Linked DNA regions of Dromaius novaehollandiae: region 1 is linked to region 2. Evidence: chromatin contacts called from public Hi-C data. All regions are on one chromosome and are shown on one strand. Each heading gives the region's core, a stretch centred on a gene start, on an enhancer-like site or on the middle of the called end of the contact. The rest is flanking DNA. Distances are from core to core; before and after follow the strand shown. Region 1 overlaps PCLO (piccolo presynaptic cytomatrix protein). Region 2 has its middle 40 kb from the start of PCLO.

Evidence for each region. Hi-C and Micro-C count contacts between places; a contact is called where the count stands out from the background.
Region 1: a Hi-C map of liver shows a contact between it and region 2, with 13 times the contacts expected there. The contact joins two enhancer-like sites. A contact is called at or near these places in 2 of 4 Hi-C or Micro-C datasets (brain and liver).

What each region holds. Positions count from the first base shown.
Region 1 is chr1:7,183,482-7,187,071 of bDroNov1.hap1, reverse strand. PCLO (piccolo presynaptic cytomatrix protein) reads right to left here. Exons shown (of 26, transcript XM_064504922.1): 26 at 1-3,590. Among named protein-coding and RNA genes, the nearest start is that of CACNA2D1, 170 kb to the left of the region's middle. Within about 2 kb of position 1,726, at least 1 of the 2 cell types and tissues checked has open chromatin away from gene starts, as enhancers often do.
Region 2 is chr1:6,777,463-6,780,749 of bDroNov1.hap1, reverse strand. No RefSeq gene overlaps it. Among named protein-coding and RNA genes, the nearest start is that of PCLO, 40 kb to the left of the region's middle. Within about 2 kb of position 1,874, at least 1 of the 2 cell types and tissues checked has open chromatin away from gene starts, as enhancers often do.

The DNA.
Region 1 (3,590 bases), core at 477-2,976, 410 kb before region 2:
CCGGATTTGCTTATTCCTTCCATTTTCCTTCTAAAGGCAACATGTATTCATAAAGAGTGACAGATCCTCCATGCCTGGTGTACCAAAAATTCACAAGGCAAGGAGGACTAGGTTTTAAATATAATGTAGGTGGATACTTACACTAAATTTCCTCTCTGTTTCATTACCTTTTTAAGTAACACTCACACAAATGCAAATTTTGCTCTGTTATTCACATAGGTATGTACACATCTAGATATATACTCAAATAATGGAATCTGGGACATTCAGCATTGTAGCAATGAAAATAAAGTAGTTAAAAATAGTGTCAGTTATGATTCAAATAATAAGTTAAAAAAATACTATTAACATCTTTATGATATCTCCATGAAACTAAATGCTAATTAAATAATCTCTATTGGGCACACACTAGCTTACAATATAATAGATGTCTTCTTTTTTTTTCATCATCATCCAAGTAAGAATCAATATCAGCTGGTTACCAGCTACCAAGTCCCACAGCCTAACCATGCGAACATCCAGCATCAAGAAAAGTAACTCAAAGATTTTCTAGGTCTTGATTTAAAGCCAGTTTAAGTCAACAGAATGGTTGCTATTGACTTGAGCTGGTTTGGATTGGGTTTCTGGTTTTTTCCACATGAGATCCATGTAATGTAAAAATGTGGGTAATAATAAAGAAGCAGCACTCATTGCCCCTGGATACTATCCCTTTAAAGTGTAATGATAAAGAAATAGCTCAACATTCATCATAGAAACTCTCATGTCTATTTTTAACCTGGAAAATAAAAAAGTGGCTGTTTGCTGCTCATCTTATGCATAATAATAATGATAATATTAGAAATCCCTGTCATTTGTAAACACACACACTGTGCTTTTGCTCATTTTTCAGCTTGTTTCCACTATACAAGGCCTTGAACAAAGAAGCAGCTTCAATCTCTGTTGACTCAGCAGATTTATAAATAAAAAAAGTTAAAACACCTCTGATATTGCCTCCCTACTATATTCATCTTCAAAGCAATTGTAGAAATGTGTGAACTCATTAATAATCATTCAGAAATGATAAAAGCTGTTGCCACATCTAAGCACTTTTGGCCAGATAAAAGAAACAAAAAAAAAAAAAAAAGAAAAGAAAAAAAGTGAAAAAAATATACTGAGATATATACAAAAAATTAAAAAATACTAATAGTCCTTGTTTGAATATTTTTTAAAAAATGTCACAAGAGAGTTTTTCCTGACTTCATTCATAAAATGAGAAAAAAAGAAAAAAAATGCATTCAAACATGAACGTGTGTTGCATAGAGTGATTCCAGTACAACCTAGAAATTTGGTCGAAAACAGGAACTTGGCACACTTTGGGAGCATCCTCTGACCTCTGAATTGAGGCTGCCTCAGAAAAGAGAGCGTGCACGGGCCCCGGTCTGTCCCTCGCTCGTCCTGCGCACCGGAGAACGATGACACCAAAGGAGTCCTCTCCTTACTGCAGCTGGCCGAGGCAGTTCCTCGTTCCTGACAACGTCTACTCTGCATTTCATAGTGGGCTTCCAAAACTGCCTTTAAACCTACAGAAACATGCTGTGTGCTGTGCAGAGACTCAAAGATGCTTGGATGAAGCCAGCTGCTGCCAGCTGTTTACCAGGCAGAGGCGGCTGCTCTGCACAGCCTCAGCTACACCAACCAACAGAACTATTTTATAAAAATATTGGCCACATTTGTATGTGTGTGAGAGCAAAGCATGCCTGTCCGCGTTCTCAATTAAGAGTGATGATTACAGACTGCCCAGTAAGGCAGCCAGTTAGTGCTCGTTCCTGCTGAAAATCTCCATAGCAACCACCAGCACGACTTGCTGTCTTCGTAATAAATCTTAGCAAGAACAAAATTACCAGCAGTTTGCACAAAATTGCACACCTCATGGCTTGTACTTCACACAGTAATTGAAACTGGACTTTTTTTTTTCTTTTTTTTCTTTTTTTTTTTTCAAAAAAAGAACACACTATAGCCATCAGGAATGTAAAATAACCTACCAAAAGAGCAACACATATGTCAGATATATCCACATAGGACTTTTTTGGTTTGGTTGGGGATTTTTTTCCTTGAAGTATTTATGCTCTCATAAGAACATACACAACATCAAAACATGTAGGATGTTTACAATAACTCCAGAGGACTTTTTTTTTAAATATATGAGAGGTAGGGCTTACATATACTGCTGAAAGCATAATATTCAACACTAAAGCACACATCCTACTTCCACTGCCAATGATGTTGTAGTTTTAAGATAGCTAATAGGATTTTTGGTAAGATTTCTCTGCTTGCAAGTTAAGCAGGATCCCATCAGGTTATCAACAACTTAATGTGAGTTTCTGTGGTGTGTGTATCATTAAAGTTTTCTGTGTGTTTTTTTCCTCATATTCTTTTTCCATCCTGTTATTTTAAGTCTGTAAAAATAAATGAAAAATTGAATGAGAGAAGTGTCACCAGTTTAAATGGTGCAGCTTTTCGGCAGTCGGTTCAGCTTCTGCATAAGTCTTATTTATTTATTTATTTATTAAGAAACTATTAATTTCCAAAAGAATATTTTCTGTTGGTCATGCACATCATGTGGAAGTGTGCTACATATGAATAAATTCAGAAAATGTAAGAAGACACATATATTAAACAATTTGTGAAAGTCCTTATTGGGGAAGAAAAATAAATACTTGAATTGTGGAAGTTTGGTTATTTCTTTTTAAATATGCAAAGGTCTTGAGGTAATATTTCAAGGGAAAACACTTTTTACTGAAACTGTGAAATATTAAGCGACTTCTAAGTAACAAGGGAGTTAGTACCATGTTGATTTTCTTTAAAAAAAGCCTTCTACACTTTTAAGAATCGAACAAAAAGCTCTTCCTTCTTCTAAAGCAGTGAGAATTAAAATGCAACACCTAGCCAAAAGCACCCCTCACATTAGTTTCTGACCCAAGTGAGCTAACTGCTCGGTTACAAACCCCAGAAAATGGGACTTTTGTTGTGGAAGTGCTGACACAGTCTTCAGTGTTGCAAGTTGCTTTCCTATTTACTTCTTCGGTAACTGAGAAGCCACGTTGTTGAGCGGATCATACCCAGACATTCACCTGAGATAGTCAGAGGATTTTCTTAACTCTCTCTAATGCAACAACCTATGCCCAGGAACCATGTTGTTACTCCTTCCAGTTAGACTTCACGTGTGTCGCTGATGCAGGTGCACAGCCCTGCGCAGAGCAGGGTAGTGTCACCGCAGTGGGTCTACTGCTCTGAAGTACCTAGCATATATTCTAGATTTTTTTGTCTTTATACAGTTTTGCAATCACTGAAAAATAAAAGGACTAATTGAAATAATTATATTAGTCCCAGTGCTTAAACGTCTTCAACTCCAAGCTTTTTTAAACTGCTGATTCAAAGGGTAGGTTGAATTACAGCATCACTGACATCAAAACAAATTTTTTCTTCCTTATTTAGTGCAATTTGCATCCTGTCCTTTCTCATCAAAATCACACCCCAAATTATAGACCATTAATATAGTTTTGTTACATTCTAGGACAGTGATTTATATCCATTGTTAACACACAGAAACA
Region 2 (3,287 bases), core at 625-3,124:
ACTGAGTAAATAAAATCACTGCTGCACTACTTCTAATATTCCTTGCTGTGTTCTGTTTCATCAGTCTTGCATGGTTCTTCTTTTGTAATTGCTTATTGGTTCTTGACTTCCATATTGCCTTCATTCTTTTTTCTCATACCACAGTGTATAGCTAACTGGAAATGTCTCTATTTATTCAACTGATATCCGAAAGAGAACTCAGTGCTAAAAGAACAATTCCAATTGTATATTTGAGATAGATTAATCTTTTTTTAACTGAGACCACTGTAATTATATTATTTTATATCAATATACTAATGTCCCATATGTAGACTTCTTACTCACTGCATTGTGTAACATAACATAATAATCTTTGACTAGTCTTCCTCTCAGCATAATCCAGACTCTAAGTTTTATAAGAAAATAGTGTTTAAATACTATTTTGTGCTGCTATCAAGAGGAAGAAATATTTTAAAATGCATTGCCTTTTTTTCTAAACAAATAATTTGCTGAGACTAAATTAAAAAAAAAGAGTAAAATATTGCCTTAAGTATGAAGTACAGACAGAAAGATGGTAATATTTTAGTTTTGGTTTTGCAAATGCCTCATTTTGTGGCCTTGGAAACAACATTTAACCTTTCCATGACTTGTCAGCATCATCTGTATAATGAAGATAATACTTATCAAGCCAAGGAGATAAGCATTAAAAGCTACTGAAATGCCTGCTCCAAAGACTTATTAAATCAATGGGTATGTTTCCATCTATTTTAATGACTTTTGGATCAAGCTCTTAATACAGAGCATTACACTTTCATTAAATTTAAAAAGAAAAAAAATCAATAAATGGAAAACATTTATTCTGTTTGCTGTAAAGTTCCTTATAGCATTTTTATTCTAAACAATATGACACTGTGATAATGTCCAACAACCAGAAGGAGATACTGCTTAGAAACAGGTGTCCACCTGCTCCACTTTCTTCTTTCAGCTCTAGGAACTGAAAATATTATCTACAGTTAAATGAACAAACTATAATTATAAAGTCTGAATACTCTTTTAAAATGTAAAATGTATGGTATCACTGATAACTTTGGTGTTACCATCAGTACTTTGGACCATGGAAGGAATTTTCAGTGTGATATTCAATGTGATATCTGGGCACATGACTCCATTTAGAATATGAGTTTCATATCTCAGAGGGTAAAGAAACTGAGACTGGGAAGTGAATGGTCATTAATTTTAAAATATATATTTCTTCCATTCACTGAATTAATGTGGATGAAATAAGTGATGCTCTTGTGGGAAGAGGGCTAAAGTAGTCAAAAGGAGTCAAAAGAAAAGAGGCAACAGGTATCAGGCTGAAGCATTGACCACACCTGAAAAACAAAGCAGATCAGACTGAATGACCCCTAAATCTGTTTTGACGGATTTACAGCTTTCACATATATTCCACTTTCCAAATGATATCTAATTTTATTTGTGATCAAGCTGTAGGAAACAAAACACAGATTTTTCATAGTCTTAGCAGCCACATTGCCTTTACAGCTAATAGGACATATTAAGGCTTTTTTCTTAAGATAGTTTTTCGTAAAGGCATCTTCTTTAATTTTCCCTAAGTAATCAGCTGTTAAAAAAAATCATAGTATTGATGCAGATAGTAGAAGTAAATTGCTCTGATCTGTAAGCTGCCTGCTCAGCTATTGTTGATTCTGCATACCGAGGAACTGTGATCAAGGATGACTCCTAACAGAAAAAGGCCTTAGTGAAAACACATTTCCAGCAGCAAGAATGAATATCTTGTTAAGCTCTCAGACATTTCACCATTTGGTAATGAGTCACTCAAGCATCTGGCAGGAATTTAAGCACCTTTGAACAATTTGTGTTCTAAGAATGTTCACACACACTTCTTTGTTTATGGGAAGGGTGATGTGAATGCGTTCATTAAGGCCTGTGGTGAGGAAGGGGGGATAGAAGGATCAGAAATACAATAAAACAAACAAAAAACACGGGTGAGCAACGAGCTAAAAGAATGCAAATACCACATTCATTTTGGGGAACATAACATCTGAATAGCTTTGCCAAGCTGATGATACATCATTTTTCAAAGAGGATGAAAGTTGGAGGCAGACAATAGTTGCCTGAAGGAATTGCTATAGTAAGACGTGTTCACCTAATTGTTAGTTTCCAGACTGTGCTGTTTTGACAATAAGGGCTTAGAGGCAAAGCTGGATGCATTGTTTGTGCTTAGCATATCTAAAGCACAGAAAGAGCAATCTCGTCATTATGAAAAACTAACACGATTTAAGAGGGAAGTTAATTTTTCAGTTGAATTTTCAGAAGCTATAAATAACATCAGCCTTCTAGAAGAAGTGATTATCAGAGTTACTGACAGAGCAACTTTTTACATTCAGCTCCCCCCCACACACACCCCAATTTCTCTTTCCCTCCCTAAAACAAGGAAAATGCAATTATCTGTACATGTGAAGGGTATGTAGTTACTAAAATTGAAATGAGTTGATCGACATGAAAAAAGTCTATGAAAAGGTTAAAAAAGTCACCAGTAAATGATTTTTTTTAAAAAACAAATCTTTCTTATGTTATTTTACAGTTTAATTGCACTAAGAGTGTGCTTGCAGCTGTACCAGGTTTAAGGCAATTTTGTAGAGCCTGACAATGAAAGCACAGACCCCATTTCATACATGTTTTACTCCATTTACTTCAATAAGGTATTGCTGAATTCCTGATATAAATAAATTCAAGTTCAAACCCGCTGTTTGATTTTGACACTAATGGCTCTCTGAGGAAAACCTTTCTGACACTCAAGTTTGACCTATTTAGGAAATTTAAGGTGGCTGAAAGTTATACATCTTGAGCAGCTTTGAATACCTCTGAAGTCAAACTATATTCAGTAAGTCCTCTGCAAATCAAACCATTTATTTACCTGCTTTAATTATGACTGTAGGTGTTTTATGTTATTTGCCTATCAGAAAAAAACACTGGAGAGTGATAATCAAAGTATTTATAATCACTTGGGAGTTAATCAAAAGAGGAATAGCAAGCAATATGAGTCAGGCAAGAAACAAAGTCCTATCATACCCATCTATTTGCCGTCTAGAGCAGCAGTAGGTCTTGTAGATGCGGAGAAGCAGGAGGTATTTATCTTAATTCTAACACAGCTGATTAATAGGTGAGGAAAACAACAGGAATAAAACTGCAACAGGTTGGATGCAAAACTACAGATAGCCATGCCTCCAGAACAGTTATCTGTAATTCATTAGCAAATATGAAAAATGTACCAAATTACATTGTAT